Linked DNA regions of Macaca mulatta: region 2 is linked to region 1. The links are chromatin contacts, called in public Hi-C maps. All regions are on one chromosome and are shown on one strand. The core of a region is the stretch at or near the end of the contact, and the rest is flanking DNA. Distances in the headings are between cores, read along the strand shown.

Evidence for each region. A called contact is a pair of places that touch in the nucleus more often than the background predicts.
Region 2: a contact with region 1 is called in a Hi-C map of sperm, with 3 times the contacts expected there. The contact joins two enhancer-like sites. A contact is called at or near these places in 7 of 14 Hi-C or Micro-C datasets (CD4 T cells, blood, cortical neurons and 4 more).

Annotation. Positions count from the first base shown.
Region 1 is chr13:69,459,650-69,467,615 of T2T-MMU8v2.0, forward strand. It overlaps LOC114671707 (a long non-coding RNA gene), which reads right to left. Exons shown (of 4, transcript XR_013402773.1): 4 at 6,854-6,980. Among named protein-coding and RNA genes, the nearest start is that of CLHC1, 76 kb to the left of the region's middle. Within about 2 kb of position 3,917, at least 13 of the 40 cell types and tissues checked have an H3K27ac peak or open chromatin away from gene starts, as enhancers often do.
Region 2 is chr13:69,609,664-69,617,629 of T2T-MMU8v2.0, forward strand. RTN4 (reticulon 4) reads left to right here. Exons shown (of 9, transcript NM_001205127.2): 2 at 3,084-3,140; 3 at 3,823-6,225. Among named protein-coding and RNA genes, the nearest start is that of RTN4, 22 kb to the left of the region's middle. Within about 2 kb of position 5,033, at least 3 of the 40 cell types and tissues checked have an H3K27ac peak or open chromatin away from gene starts, as enhancers often do.

The DNA of each region.
Region 1 (7,966 bases), core at 2,667-5,166:
GAATGGCATGAACCCGGGAGGTGGAGCTTGCTGTGAGCCCAGATTGCGCCACTGTACTCCAGCCTGGGCGACAGAGCAAGCTCCGTCTCAAAAAAAAAAAAAAAAAAAAAAAAAAAATTACCTTTTTTTCTCATTTGGAAAAGCCTGCTGCAGAATACCCAATTTACTGATGTAACAGAAGCAGAAGGGAGGATAAAGGATAGAGCTACTATGTGGAAGCCAATCCAGTATGGAGGCCATTTTGGTTTCTAATGCAGAGGAACGTGTAAGATAACATAGATGCAATCTGTGTGTAGAAAGAGAAAAAGGTACAGAGTCCTTAAGTAATTTTGACTTCCCCCAACCCCACTCTAAAAAATTAATCTATAGTATTCTTCCCCTACTGTATGCCATAAGCTTGGTTAAGAAGTAGTAGTATAGTTTTAAAATAGAGGCTACAAAATTACATTTTGAAGATTTGCCTATATGGATCCTTGTCTCTATCCAGTTAGCTCTTCAGTGGAAATTCCACTGTGGCTGTGGGGGGGTTTCCATTATCATGTTGTATATAAACTGCAGCAATAATCACCACCAAGCATTTTTAGCTCTCCATTGGGTGCAAACTCTACCTTTAAACTCCCATGTGTATTAATGTGTTAGGGCCACACTGAGAAGGATCCACCTTTTCCACTCAAGGAACAGTTGTGTGGGCTAAATTCTGTTTTCTTGTTTTATTAGGTCAGATAATAAAGATACTATCATAAATAGAGTGAGCTTTAGGTGAGTTTGTGCTTAACAGGAAGGGCATGTCACCCTTCCACCACTTTGGTTGTACACAGATCAGAATGTGTAACAACACATTCCCATCCATTTTCTCCTGGAACTCTTCCTTCACCTCATACTGCTCACACATTTTGACTATGTTGTTGTTGTTGCTGTTGTTGTTTGAGGTGGAGTTTCCCTCTGTCGCTCAGGCTGGAGGGCAGTGGCGCGATCTCGGCTCACTGCAACCTCCGCCTTCCGGGTTCAAGTGATTCTCTTGCCTCAGCCTCCTGAGTAGCTGAGACTACAGGCGCCCCCCACCATGCCTGGCTAATTTTTGTATTTTTAGTAGAGATGGAGTTTCACCATGTTGTCCAGACTGGTCTCAAACTCCTGACCTCAGGTGATCTGCCCGCCTCGGCCTCCCAAAGTGCTGGGATTACAGGCATGAGTCACCATGCCCGGCCTGCTCACACATTTTGAAAATGTACATTTTGGAAGCAGCCCCCAGCAGTGGGACTGAATTGTCAAAGATTTTTGCCAAATTGCTTGAAGAGTTAGGCGTTTATGAATTAACGATCATGAGTTTTGATTGCAGGCCCTGACCAATCCAAAGAGTTTAAAAAGTCAGTTTAAAAAGTCAGCTTGAAAAGTCTTCATGCTGTTTTTGGCCAGCCTTCCTGAGGTGAGTACTTAATATTGATCAGCTTCTGAACACAACATCAAGAAACAGGTTTGTGCTGCTACTAGGATCAATAATAAGGATGGGAAAAGCATTGGCAGAGAGATTCCAGTGGCCTTCCAGATTGCAGTGCAGAGACCCTGCTTGCATCAGAGCTTTAATCTTGGCATCAGAGAATGTGACTCTCCCTGTTTTCATGAGGGTGCAGGGACAGGGAGAATAATTGCCAAGGCTATTCCTTCTATTCCTTTGCCCAGGTTGGTCCCTTAGAGATGGGGAAAACTCCTTTATGCTATTTGTGTATATAAATAGTCTCCAAGATTCCTCTACCCTCTGGGTATGCTTTTTCAGGTGTCAAATGAACATGATAATATTTTCTAAGAGATGATTTTCATGCTGACCATTTCTGTAAGGAACAAGAGGTCTTGAAGAGCTCATAACACCAGTAGCAAATACCAGAAAAAGGTGCGTTATCTTAAACCCAAGTGACACATAAATTAGATATCAATAAGATTACAGCTACTCCTATTCTGTGATTTGTAATCCATGAAAAATTGCTCACAAAATGAATATTTCCTAAATGAAATAGGACTGAAATAGTTATTTTGAAGAAATTTTCCTGGGAATGCTCTGTTAAATGAATCGCCAATTCCTAATTTATCTGCCTGATAAATGTTAGCTTTGCCTAATGCAAGGTATCCCATTGATAGGGATAATAGCAGGCACCACAAGCACTTGTTAAAATCATCTTTGCTTAAATGCTAAATAGAATATTGAAACTAGTTTTGAGGCTTCACATTAAGAAAACTATTACTGGGCTGGACGCGGTGGCTCAAGCCTGTAATCCCAGCACTTTGGGAGGCCGAGATGGGCGGATCACGAGGTCAGGAGATCGAGACCATCCTGGCTAACACCGTGAAACCTCGTCTCTACTAAAAAATACAAAAAACTAGCCGGGCGAGGTGGCGGGCGCCTGTAGTTCCAGCTACTCGGGAGGCTGAGGCAGGAGAATGGCATAAACCCGGAAGGCGGAGCTTGCAGTGAGCTGAGATCCGGCCACTGCACTCCAGCCTGGGCGACAGAGCAAGACTCCGTCTCAAAAAAAAAGAAAAAGAAAAAAAACTATTACTAATTTTGAGCATGTATAGATCATGGAGATGTAGAAAGAAAAGTTGGAGGAATGGGGTTATTCAATCTGGGAAGAAAAGAACAGTTCTGCCTTTGAGTGTCCAAAAGCCTTCACATTAAGGAGACAACCAACTCTAAGCCACATGAGCCACAGAACTAAATAATAAACAATTTTTATTTGACACAATAATTTGCTGATGGTGGAGATCGTGAAGGCTGATATTGGGTGAATAAAGAAAGTTGTAGAAGGAGCTACTCTGAAGGTCTTAAAAAATAAATGAGTTGCTCTCTTCCGTTTGATATAATTATGGTAGTTTCTGGGTTTTGGAGGAGTCCTTAAGAAAATTCTTGAGATGATCTTTTTTGAGAAGACTTGTGCAACACTCAAAATTACTTAATCCAACAACCATTTCCTGATTACCTACTAAAAGATGAATAAGACATCCTGTCTATCTCGTGGGTACTTGCAATCTAGAAGTAAAGTTGTACATAAACAATTGTAATACAACATGGTAGAGTTAAAATGGAAACATTTACAGAACAATGACCTTTCTTGGTTAGGATTTACTAGAATATGTGCCAGTTTGACTCAGTAGATGGCAGCAGAGATGCCAGCAAGACCTTCAGTGATTTGAATTGTTTCTATGGGGAAGAAGTGAGGCTGGTCCTATTGTTTCTAGTCACATTTTTCAATACAGTCATATTTTCTGGTTGGAAAGCTTGAGCAGCTCGAGGACCATTCTTGGGGGATTTGTGTTCTTAAGAAGATAGCCCTTTAAAGAAAAAAGTTACTCTATATGAAAATATGTAAACAGGCCGGGCGCGGTGGCTCAAGCCTGTAATCCCAGCACTTTGGGAGGCCGAGACGGGCGGATCACAAGGTCAGGAGATCGAGACCATCCTGGCTAACATGGTGAAACCCCGTCTCTACTAAAAATACAAAAAAACTAGCCGGGCGAGGTGGCGGGCGCCTGTAGTCCCAGCTACTCGGGAGGCTGAGGCAGGAGAATGGCGCAAACCCGGGAGGCGGAGCTTGCAGTGAGCTGAGATCCGGCCACTGCACTCCAGCCTGGGCGACACAGCGAGACTCCGTCTCAAAAAAAAAAAAAAAAAAAAAAAAAAGAAAATATGTAAACATCCAAGCACTTTTTAATATTTAGCTTTTCAGTGAAATAGGGATGAGGGTGGGGTGAGTGGGGTGAGTCCAGGCCTGGAGAGAGGGCTTTGTTTTCTAAACATAGAATTTATTTTCAAGGCACTTCAAAGGCTGTATTGTAGTAGGATCCTGCTCGTTATGCAGCAATCCTACACTGTTAGACGCTTGACCAGGCCCCTCGTGGCTTGGCTGACTTTTCTGTTTGTGCTGCTTTGGGTTGAAGCACAGGCTAGTTGAAGAGTTGTTGCTGATGCCGTAACTGTAGCTTTGAAACCTTCTGGCATGCTCAGTGTATTCTTCAGGAAACTAAGAAATGTAGACTTGAAAATAACCCAAGCCGGACAACTTGTTGCCAGATCGTGGGGAGTTTGTTCTCCCAAAATCATTGAGATGGTTTCAAAACTAACTGAAGAGAGTGCCTGGTTATTCTGCTTGCACAGTGCTCAAGCCTTGATTCAAAGTGGAGCAGTGAGATTAGTACAGAGGTGAAAGCAAGAGGCATCTCTGTATGCCTCTGAAGCAGACCCTAGCCTAGGAAGTAATTCTGAGACTTCTTTATTATTTTCTGACCAGAACTGCCAGCTCACGGATCCCCACATACCACATAGCTTTTGAAGGGAGACTGTAAGCCAAGGTTAAGTCTTCTTTCACCCCACAGTTGGGGTTTTCTTTGTTGTCTTTGTTCCTCAGCTCTGTCTCCATCAAAAACAAGATAATGAGCTTGTTGGTCAAGCGGCTTGTAATTTTCCCAGGTCAGCTGAGTGTCTAGAGAAGGAGAAACAAGGCCTGAAGATTCCTGAGTAGTTGAATACATTTAGGAGGACAGAGAATTATTTGTAAGTCAGGGTTTCTCAACCTCAGCACTATTGATAGTTTGGACGGGATAATTCTTTGTTATGTGAGGTTGTCCTGTGACCTTGTAGATACAGGACACTAGATGCCAATAATCACCCTTCCCCACCCCAGTTCCCCTGGCTATCAGAAATGGTGTGAGGCCATGCCCAGTGGTTTAGCACCACTAGTGTGAGTTTTCCTCATGAGTATAAAAACTCTACCATTCCACAGTTAAATGTCATAATTACTGGGTGGGTCTTCTGTAAAGAGGGTCAGAGATTGCAAAGGGCCTGGACCTCCATTATTTCTTTCTCCAACATAAATTACTACTTATCATTGCAGATCCAGAAGGCATCTTTTTTTTTTTTTTTTTTTTTTTTTTTTTGAGATGGAGTCTTGCTCTGTCGCCAGGCTGGAGTGCAGTGGCGCCATCTGGGTTCACCCAACCTCCGACTCCCTGGTTCAAGCGATTCTCCTGCCTCAGCCTCTTGAGTAGCTGGAATTAGGGGCACACACCACGGCGCCCTACTAATTTTTGTATTTTTAGTAGAGACAGTGTTTCACCATATTGGCCAGGATGGTCTCAATCTCCTGACCTCATGATCCACCCACCTCAGCCTCCCAAAGTGCTGGGATTAAAGGAGTGAGCTACCGCACCTGGCCCAGAAAACATCTTGAGCTTTTTTTTCTTTTTTATTTTTGAGACGGAGTCTCACTCTTTCACCCAGGCTGGAGTGCAGTGGCCGGATCTCAGCTCACTGCAAGATCCGCCTCCCGGGTTCACGCCATTCTCCTGCCTCAGACTCCCGAGTAGCTGGGACTACAGGCGCCCGCCACCAGGCCCCGCTAATTCTTTTGTATTTTTAGTAGAGACGGGGGGTTTCACCGTGTTAGCCAGGATGGTCTCAATCTCCCGACCTCGTGATCCGCCCGCCTTGGCCTCCCAAAGTGCTGGGATTACAGGCTTGAGCCACTACGCCCGGCCACATCTTGAGCTTTGTACGTGGAAACAAACAAACAAACGAAACAAAACAGGCCTTATCTCACTTTCAACTCAGAAATCTAAGTATGTCAGGGATTCTTGCTAAGACAGAAGTAACTGATGTGCTCAGATTTCTCTTGTAGGCAGAAGCATATCACCTTCAAGCATGAGCTGCCTGCCTTCCGAACTCTGCAGACCGCCTCTTCCGTTCTCTGGGGCACGTTGGCTTCTCTGTTCCTAGGTTTAACCTTTCTTCTTCCCACCTCTTGATCCCTTTATGTCTTCAGCTAGGAGCCCAGTCAGAGTCTCCAGGCTGTGGAAATGCTTGCTTGGAAGAGTGGGAACCAAAGTGCCCTCAGTGGCTTTAGAATGTGATTTGTTATTGCATCCACTTGTGCCATTTGCCACAGAGGATGATAAAGGTGGCTCTAATAGGTGAGAAATTGGCATAGCCATTAAACTGACTGACATTCAAACCAAGCTTTATTACAGAAAGCTACAGAGATGATAGGATTGAAAACATGACCTTTTGCCAGAAAGCTAGTGGGAAATAGGATCATTAACCTTGAAGAAATATTAAAGATTAACCATAAAGGATTACTGAATGGAGAACCTTATACATGTTTTCTACTTCTGCTTGAGACAACAAAAAGAAATTAACACAGGAATTTAATTGAAATTAAAACTTTAAATTATTGCAGGGAGGCATTTTTGAGAGTTAGGGTTTATGAACTTTATAGGGGTGACAGTACCGAGGGTGGGTTTGGAGCGCTCTTTAAAGGTTTTTTTTTTTTTTTTTTTTTTTTTTTTGAGACGGAGTCTCGCTGTGTCTCCCAGGCTGGAGTGCAGTGGCACGATCTCGGCTCACTGCAAGCTCCGCCTCCCGGGTTCCTGCCATTCTCCCGCCTCAGCCTCCTGAGTAGCTGAGACTACAGGCGCCCGCCACCACGCCCAGCTAGTTTTTTGTATTTTTAGTAGAGACGGGGTTTCACCGTGTTAGCCAGGATAGTCTCGATCTCCTGACCTCGTGATCCACCCGCCTCGGCCTCCCAAAGTGCTGGGATTACAGGCTTGAGCCACCGCGCCCGGCCTTTAAAGGTTTTAAGAAGTGGCTGTACCTATATCTGACTGATGGGTTGAGGAAGGGCAGGTCCTGTAAGGGAAGGGATCACCTTTTCAGTCCCCCTGCTCTGATGTTTTGATGGCCCAATACACATGTTGTGGTTGACCGTGAGGTGGCACCAAACTTAATTCTCTAAATAAGGACTTGGGCACTGTTCTTCACGGTGTGAGTTACCTGACCAGACTCAGCAGATGACAATCTTCTCTCTGCCTTCAGCAGGGCTCTGCACATTGACTTCACAAGCAGTGTTGTGGGTAGGGCTCCCCGAAAAGCTGACTCTGAGACAGAGGTTTGTGTGCAGGCTGTTCATTAGGAAGGGCTCTCCATATCCACACTGTGGAAGGGAAGAGAAGAAAGCAGGGTTGGGCAGAGGGAGAAGCTAAGCTCTGAAGCAGTCCCAGCAAAGAGCTCAGCTGACCACTTGGAATGCACTGAAGCTGGGAGGGCTCTTCTGAGGTATCCCCAGTTGGTGTGTGGAGCCAGGCCTTTAGACTCCTGTGGATGAGTCACTGGATAAGGGGCTGCCACTGGAAGTAGGCATGACTTGGGCAGGGTAGTTTCCTTCAGCCCAGGGAGTCCCTAAGAGTGCTGATGGCCAAGGATCTTGCTCTAGCAGCTTTTTGACCATGTGGGGGAATAACTCTTCATTCACGAAAGGGGATCTGGGAGCATCACAGCGTCCACCACAGCAGCTTTCCCTGGCTTCTTCTTGGGTCTGAGTCTTTCCTTCACTCTTTACATAAGAAGCCTTTTCCTCCAGGAACATATTTCCCTTCCCCTCATTCCTACCAAACCCTTTGCCACCCCAGTACAGGGAGTGAGTGCAGAGCCACAGATTCTGTTTATTCTGAAATGTATTCCTCCCTCCCTCTTTTCTCATCTTCTTCATTTCTCTCTTTCACCTCTCATCAGGCAGATTCATGGCCTTGTGACAGCCAGCCTAGATGGCAAGCTAAATGTCAAGCTGATTTATTCCTCTTTGGAGAGTTTCCATTCTCCCTTTCATGGCTGTGAATTCCCTCTCTGTCCTTTGCAAACACCTTGTGGATGAATCCCAGCGCAGTAGTGCAGTCAACAGAATGCTGGACTGCAGCCTGCGTTAGCTGAAGCAGTCATTTGTAGGAGCTCAGTCAAGGCCTGTTTCCTCCATTAGTTCTCCAAAACAGGCAGAGGCCATAGAACCAAGTGATCTCCTTCTAACTCCAGCATTCAATAATATTTTGATTTGAAGGATTTTCACAACAGGAAATGGCAACAAAAGAGATGCCAGATTCTTTGCTGCTTATCTCACCCACACAGAATACCAAAGTCTCTTTTCCC
Region 2 (7,966 bases), core at 3,783-6,282, 150 kb after region 1:
TGAATCTTTGAAATACCAATTTGAAAACTTTTTTACTTAGAAAAATTCCAGGAATATAGTTTTTATTATAAGAGATTATTGTACTAGGTAAGAATAAGAGTACAGTATGTTAAAAAAAATACTTCAAAATTATGGCACAAATTTAGATGTAGTTTGTTTTCCCACTAATTTTAAAAATAATACGTGTTTCTAATTCACTTTCCAGATAGACAAGCCTCTGAATTAATGGCTTTTAACTATATTGTCTAGATAAAAAAGGCAACTATTTTGTTAAGAATTGGCTAACTCTTATTTAGATGGAGCAGCTGTGCAATTATTTGGTTTTGCTCTTTGACCCTCAAATTTCAGTTTTATACAAGCTAATAATTCATTATTTTAGCTGAAGGGAACTTTCCATCATTTTACAAATGAGAAACTGTAATTTAAGATCACATAGCAAGTAATCTTTTAAAAATGTGTACACATATATATGCACTTTATTTAAAAATCTTATAAGCCATTATGTTACTCCTTTGACTGGATAGCCCATCCTACCTATTGCTCTAGGTTGGAGGAAACCCTTTTAAACACACATCATAAATTTCCTGTCATCGCCCTCATCTAAGAATCCTTTAAATATGACATCATGCCCAGTATATATTTATCTAAAATATATAGGGCCTTGTGAAATTAGCTCTCCTAATTCATTAAGGGTAATACGCTTGGAAGGTAAGTCCATATTCATGCTAGCTACATCTCTTGGACTTTTATCTGTTTTGATCAGCCTTGTCTAGCTTGTCCATCCAGATGAAATTGTCTAAATTTATTAGGTTCAATCTGTTCAAGGAATATTACCTTCCAGTCATCTCTCAGGCTCTTACAAATTGTCTGATGGTAGAGGCCTTTCTCTAGTGTAAACTGTAGAAGATCTTTAGCTTAGTGAAGAGGAGGCCTCCCCCTCTACACTTGTGGGTATATCTCGTCAGGTGGGACGAGAGACTGAGAAAAGAAATAAGACACAAAGTATAGAGAAACAACAGTGGGCCCAGGAGACCGGTACTCAGCATACCAAGGACCTGCACCAGCACCGGTCTCTGAGTTCCCTCAGTTTTTATTGATTATTTTCATTATCTCAGCAAGAGGAGTGTGGTAGGAGAGCAGGGTGATAATAAGGAAACGGTCAGCAAGAAAACATGTGAACAAAAGAATCTGTGTCATAATTAAATTCAAGGGGAGGTACTATGCCTGGATGTGCACGCAGGCCAGATTATGTTTCTCTCCGCCCAAACATCTCAGTGGAGGGCAGTTTTTCTCCTATCTCTGAATTGAACAAATGTACAGTCGGGTTTTATACTGAGACATTCAGTTCCCAGGGGCAGGCAGGAGACAGTGGCCTTCCTCTATCTCAACTGCAAGAGGCTTTCCTCTTTAATCCACCTCAGCACAGACCCTTTATGGGTGTCTGGCTGGGGGACGGTCAGGTCTTTCTCATCCCATGAGGCCATATTTCAGACTATGACATGGGGAGAAACCTTGGACAATACCCGGTTTTCCAAGGCAGAGGTCCCTGTGGCTTTTCGCAGTGCATTGTGCCCCTGGTTTATTGAGACTAGAGAATGGTGATGACTTTTGCCAAGCATACTCCTTGTAAACATTTTGTTAACAAGGCATGTCCTGCACTCCTTGTAAACATTTTGTTAACAAGGCATGTCCTGCACAGCCCTAGATCCCTTAAACCTTGATTCCATACAACACATGTTTCTGTGAGCACAAGGTGGGGCAAAGTGGCTGGGGCAAAGTTACAAATTAACAGCATTTAAGCAAAGTAGTTTTTCAGCTGCAGGTCAAAATGGAATTTCTTGTGTCTTCCCTTTCTACGTGGACACAGTAACAGTCTGATCTTTCTTTCTTTTCCCTACAGCTTAGGGTCTCCCAACTGCAGGTTCAAGATGACATTGTACAAAGTTAATATTACCAATATAGAGTGTGTTTGTTAGCTTGGGCTGCTGTAACAAAGTACCATAGGCTGGGTGGCTGAACAGAAATTTACTTTTCACAGTTCTGGAGGCTGGTGAGTCTAAGATCAAGGTGCTGGCAAGGTAGATTTCTTTCTGAGGCCTCTTCTCCTGGCTTATAGGTGACCACCATCTCATTGTGTGCTCACATGACCTCTTATGTGTGCCTGGGGAGACAGGGAGCATGACAGCAAGCTCTCTGGTGTCTCTTCCTATAAGGGCACTAATCCCCTCGGCCCAGGCCTCCCCCACCAACTGCATTTAACCCTAATCACCTCCCAAAGTCCCCACCTTCAGATACTGTCACATTCCGGGTTGGGGCTTTAACATGAGTTTTGGAGGAGATATAAGCATTCAGTTCTGTAACATACAGTGATTAAGGAAATGGGCTCTGGAATTGAATTGCCTGTCTCTCACTAGTTGTGTATACAAATAGCAAGTAGCCCTCACTTAGGTTAATTTTAAATAACACCAATAATAGTGTCGTCCTAAAGGCAGTTAATTATTATTATTATTTTTTTTGTATTTTGGACTCTGGCATTTGGACGTTGGCACAGGACTAATGTCTTCAAAGAACAGGGTACAATGACTGTAACAACTTAGAATGTAAGAGAAAATGCGTAATTCTTTAAAAGTGTTTTTCTAAATTAAACATACGCCAGTAACAAAAGATTAAACATTTGTAGTTGTTAATTTTATTCAAATTCAGCTTTTTATTTTTGGCTTGAATAGAACAAGACAATTTACCTATATGAAAACCTGAGTGAAAGCTTTGGATGTGATACGTTAAGTAGAACAGTATTTTAAAGCCACTTTGATTCATAAGTTTCTTTAACATAAACAGGTTGTATTGCGTCTTGAAAAATGATAGGTTCTATGGATAACATTTAATTAACTTTATAATATATGTGATGATTTAACCTGAATTAATGGCACTTCTTTTTCTGACTTCCTTTTGATCTTGGCCCTTTCTCTGTAAAGTTTTTTGTTAACTTATTACAAACTGAACCCTGGCTTGCTCCTCTGATCTTTAGTCTCCTTTCAGTCTGTCTTTATTTCTGCTGAGGTTATATTCTATTTGTTTTTCAGATGAGACCCTTTTTGCTCTTCCTGCTGCATCTGAGCCTGTGATACGCTCCTCTGCAGGCAAGTTCTTTTCTGCCAGCCTTTTATCCTCTTTGTATTCTAACTTTAACTTTTTAGTGTGTTAACTCTATGCAGAGTAGCTTGGATTTACTAAAAATTAGCATGGTTCCAAGAATGTCTGTCTACTGGAAAAGTTGAAATTTGCATTTGATATGGTATGCCCAAGGAAAAAATGAACAAAATCCGATGAACTCTTGGAAGTACATAAGGAATTCTTGGACCCTTGAATTACATTTACATATTTACAATTCCCTTTCTCCCAATATAGTTTGAGTATAGCCAGAAAGACTTTCCTGTAAATAAATACCAGTCTATGGCATTTAATTTCCCAGTGCCCCTTCTTTCCTATACTGTCACTCAAACTCTTTTCGCAGATATTCTTCTCTTCTCTAAAACTAGCTCTTAGTATCTTAGTTGATAACATTTGAGGTTTACTCAGACTTGATTTGTCTTTGCATAGCATGTAATTGCCTCTGTAGCCATGCATATGTTATATTTACAGTAGCTTAATATTTTCAGTAATGATTAAAGTCTACTCTATTGTTACTTATTAATTGCTATTAACATTTCATTTTAATAAACAGTAAGTCTTTACTAACACTATTTTGAATCTGTCATAAAACTTGCATTAACTCTGAGAACACTGGCATTCTCTAACTTTCCTTTCTGTCCATGGTCACAGAAAATATTATGGACTTGAAGGAGCAGCCAGGTAACACTATTTCGGCTGGTCAAGAGGATTTCCCATCTGTCCTGCTTGAAACTGCTGCTTCTCTTCCTTCTCTGTCTCCTCTCTCAGCTGCTTCTTTTAAAGAACATGAATACCTTGGTAATTTGTCAACAGTATTACCCACCGAAGGAACACTTCAAGAAACTGTCAATGAAGCTTCTAAAGAGTTCTCAGAGAAGGCAAAAACTCCACTTGTAGATAGAGATTTAACAGAGTTTTCAGAATTAGAATACTCAGAAATGGGATCATCATTCAATGTCTCTCCAAAAGCAGAATCTGCCATAATAGTAGCAAATCCTAGGGAAGAAATAATCGTGAAAAATAAAGAAGAAGAGAATTTAGTTAGTAATAACATCCTTCATAATCAACAAGAGTTGCCTATAGCTCTTACTAAATTGGTTAAAGAAGAGGATGAAGTTATGTCTTTAGAAAAAGCAAAAGACAGTTTTAATGAAAAGAGAATTGCAGTGGAAGCTCCTATAAGGGAGGAATACGCAGACTTCAAACCATTTGAGCGAGTATGGGAAGTGAAAGATAGTAAGGAAGATAGTGATGTGTTGGCTGCTGGAGGTAAAATCGAGAGCAAGTTGGAAAGTAAAGTGGATAAAAAAGGTTTTGCAGATAGCCTTGAGCAAACTAATCATGAAAAAGATAGTGAGAGTAGTAATGATGATACTTCTTTCCCCAGTACACCAGAAGCTATAAAGGATCGTTCAGAAGCATATATCACATGTGCTCCTTTTAACCCAGCAGCAACTGAGAGCATTGCAACAAACATTTTTCCTTTGTTAGGAGATCATACTTCAGAAAATAAGACCGATGAAAAAAAAATAGAAGAAAAGAAGGCCCAAATAGTAACAGAGAAGAATACTAGCACCAAAACATCAAACCCTTTTCTTGTAGCAGCACAGGATTCTGAGACAGATTATGTCACAACAGATAATTTAGGAAAGGTGACTGAGGAAGTAGTGGCAAACATGCCTGAAGGCCTGACTCCAGATTTAGTACAGGAAGCATGTGAAAGTGAATTGAATGAAGTTACTGGTACAAAGATTGCTTATGAAACAAAAATGGACTTGGTTCAAACATCAGAAGTTATGCAAGAGTCCCTCTATCCTGCAGCACAGCTTTGCCCATCATTTGAAGAATCAGAAGCTACTCCTTCGCCAGTTTTGCCTGACATTGTTATGGAAGCACCATTGAATTCTGCAGTTCCTAGTGCTGGTGCTTCGGCGGTACAGCCCAGCTCATCACCATTAGAAGCTTCTTCAGTTAATTATGAAAGCATAATACATGAGCCTGAAAACCCCCCACCATACGAAGAGGCCATGAGTGTATCACTAAAAAAAGTATCAGGAATAAAGGAAGAAATTAAAGAGCCTGAAAGCATTAATGCAGCTGTTCAAGAAACAGAAGCTCCTTATATATCTATTGCATGTGATTTAATTAAAGAAACAAAGCTTTCTGCTGAACCAACTCCAGATTTCTCTGATTATTCAGAAATGGCAAAAGTTGAACAGCCAGTGCCTGATCATTCTGAGCTAGTTGAAGATTCCTCACCTGATTCTGAACCAGTTGACTTATTTAGTGATGATTCCATACCTGACGTTCCACAAAAACAAGATGAAGCTGTGATGCTTGTGAAAGAAAATCTCCCTGAAACTTCATTTGAGTCAATGATAGAACATGAAAATAAGGAAAAACTTAGTGCTTTACCACCTGAGGGAGGAAAGCCATATTTGGAATCTTTCAAGCTCAATTTAGATAACACAAAAGATACCCTGTTACCTGATGAAGTTTCAACATTGAGCAAAAAGGAGAAAATTCCTTTGCAGATGGAGGAGCTCAGTACTGCAGTTTATTCAGATGATGACTTATTTCTTTCTAAGGAAGCACAAGTAAGAGAAACTGAAACATTTTCAGATTCATCTCCAATTGAAATTATAGATGAGTTCCCTACATTGATCAGTTCTAAAACTGATTCATTTTCTAAATTAGCCAGGGAATATACTGACCTAGAAGTATCCCACAAAAGTGAAATTGCTAATGCCCCGGGTGGAGCTGGGTCATTGCCTTGCACAGAATTGCCCCATGACCTTTCTTTGAAGAACATACAACCCAAAGTTGAAGAGAAAATCAGTTTCTCAGATGACTTTTCCAAAAATGGGTCTGCTACATCAAAGGTGCTCTTATTGCCTCCAGATGTTTCTGCTTTGACCACTCAAGCAGAGATAGGCGGCATAGTTAAACCCAAAGTTCTTATGAAAGAAGCTGAGAAAAATCTTCCTTCTGATACAGAAAAGGAGGACAGATCACCATCTGCTATATTTTCAGCAGAGCTGAGTAAAACTTCAGGTAATCCAATCTATATGCATTTTGTGCTTTCATACCACTTTTTGACTTAGGGAACATTCCACTACATTTTGTGTTTTATGTTATGTTTATAGTGTCTAATATGTCACATTGATAAGAAGTCTTCTCCACTTTCTCACTTAAAGGTTGTAGTGGTTTTTCTAACTCTCTTGCACTCAGCATTCACCCTTAACTTTTCCACACAGTTACACTTTTATAATGCACTATGGAACTATTAATAGAAAATATTTCTGTTTATAAGAATTAACTTTAGTACCTATTTATTTATTTATTTCACTTGTTTTTCTTGATAACATGAAGAGCAAGAGATATTAAAATATTTTCAGATGTGTTTTTGTTATCCCAGAAATTATCATATTTAATTTTTAAAGAACATTTCTGTAGCATGTTTTAAATATTTCAATATAGTATAGTACTTTTCCAGTGGTAGGTATAAAGTTAGGCATATTGAGTGTAGACTTTTTGTTGAAAAGTATAAATTGAGTTATGCTTTATGAATTATTTTGAAAAGTACCAATTCTCCTTTTTTTCTTTTGACTATCCATTTTACACATACCTGATTTGCATAAGGTGATTTGCACATGTGCTCTTTATTAGTATTCTGATTTGGCTACGTTTTCTCTAAAATAGTGATTAGGATAAATTTACTGAATATGCTTATGTATGTAAGTGCTGGTGCTTCAGCAGTACGGTCCAGCTCATCACCATTGGAACAGTGGTAGACCAGTTGCTATAATGTAAGAAAGAGGAGATTATGAACATTGAGGCAGTGGGATGAGCACAGAGACATAGGACTTGGTGTTTGATGGATAAGGACGTAAAGGATGAGGGGAAGAAGTAAAGATGACCCCAGGAACCCTGGATTTCATTCTTGGCATGTGCACATGTATGGATGGCAGTATGAGAAACTGAGATAGGGAACATGAGAGATTAAAGTAGATTTAAGAAGGAAAATACAAATTCGGTTTTGAATATGTTGGTATTGATGTACATACCTTTAAGATATCCAGTAAGTTATGGATATTATACATATGCAGCTCTTGAGAGAGATCTTGGCTGTATGTGTCTGTCGTGGGCTTAATATCATCCGGGGAGAATCAAGAGAAGAGGACTACTTGAAGGTGGAAGGTCAAAATTATCAAATACTAGAGAGGTCAGTTAAGGATTGCAAGTTGGTCAAAAAGGAGGGAAGGTGTTGGCATGACAGCGGCAAATGGTGTGGTGTGCTTGGGCATGGCTAGGATTGAGAAGTGAACGAGATTTGAGCAAATCAGTAGTAAATGTTGATTACTCTTAAGAAGTTTGAATGTTTTACTGGAGAAAAATCAAAATATTAGCAAGCAGGAAGGAGAGTATGTAGTGGAGGAAGGGCCTTTTTTTTTTTTTCCTTCTTTTTTTAAGATGAGAAGGGGAAAATCTGATTACAGGTGCTGGCAGAAAGTCAGAAGGGGATAGGGAATGTGCTCCCTGGTTCAGGTGGAAGAATTAGCATTACAAGGAAGGATACAGCTTTGATTGTAGTGAGTGGAAAGGAAAGTGTGGGTATTCATACTGTTAGGGTTTTGTGGCTGAAAGTTGAGGGAATTATTTGCTGGTTTATGTTTATTCTTTAAAGCAGTATGTTAGTTCATTTGCTAGGAATGAACTAGGTCATGATTGGGTGGAAGAGGTCTGCAATACCTCTGACTAGGGAAACCAAAGGCATGGTATTAGGAGCCTAATC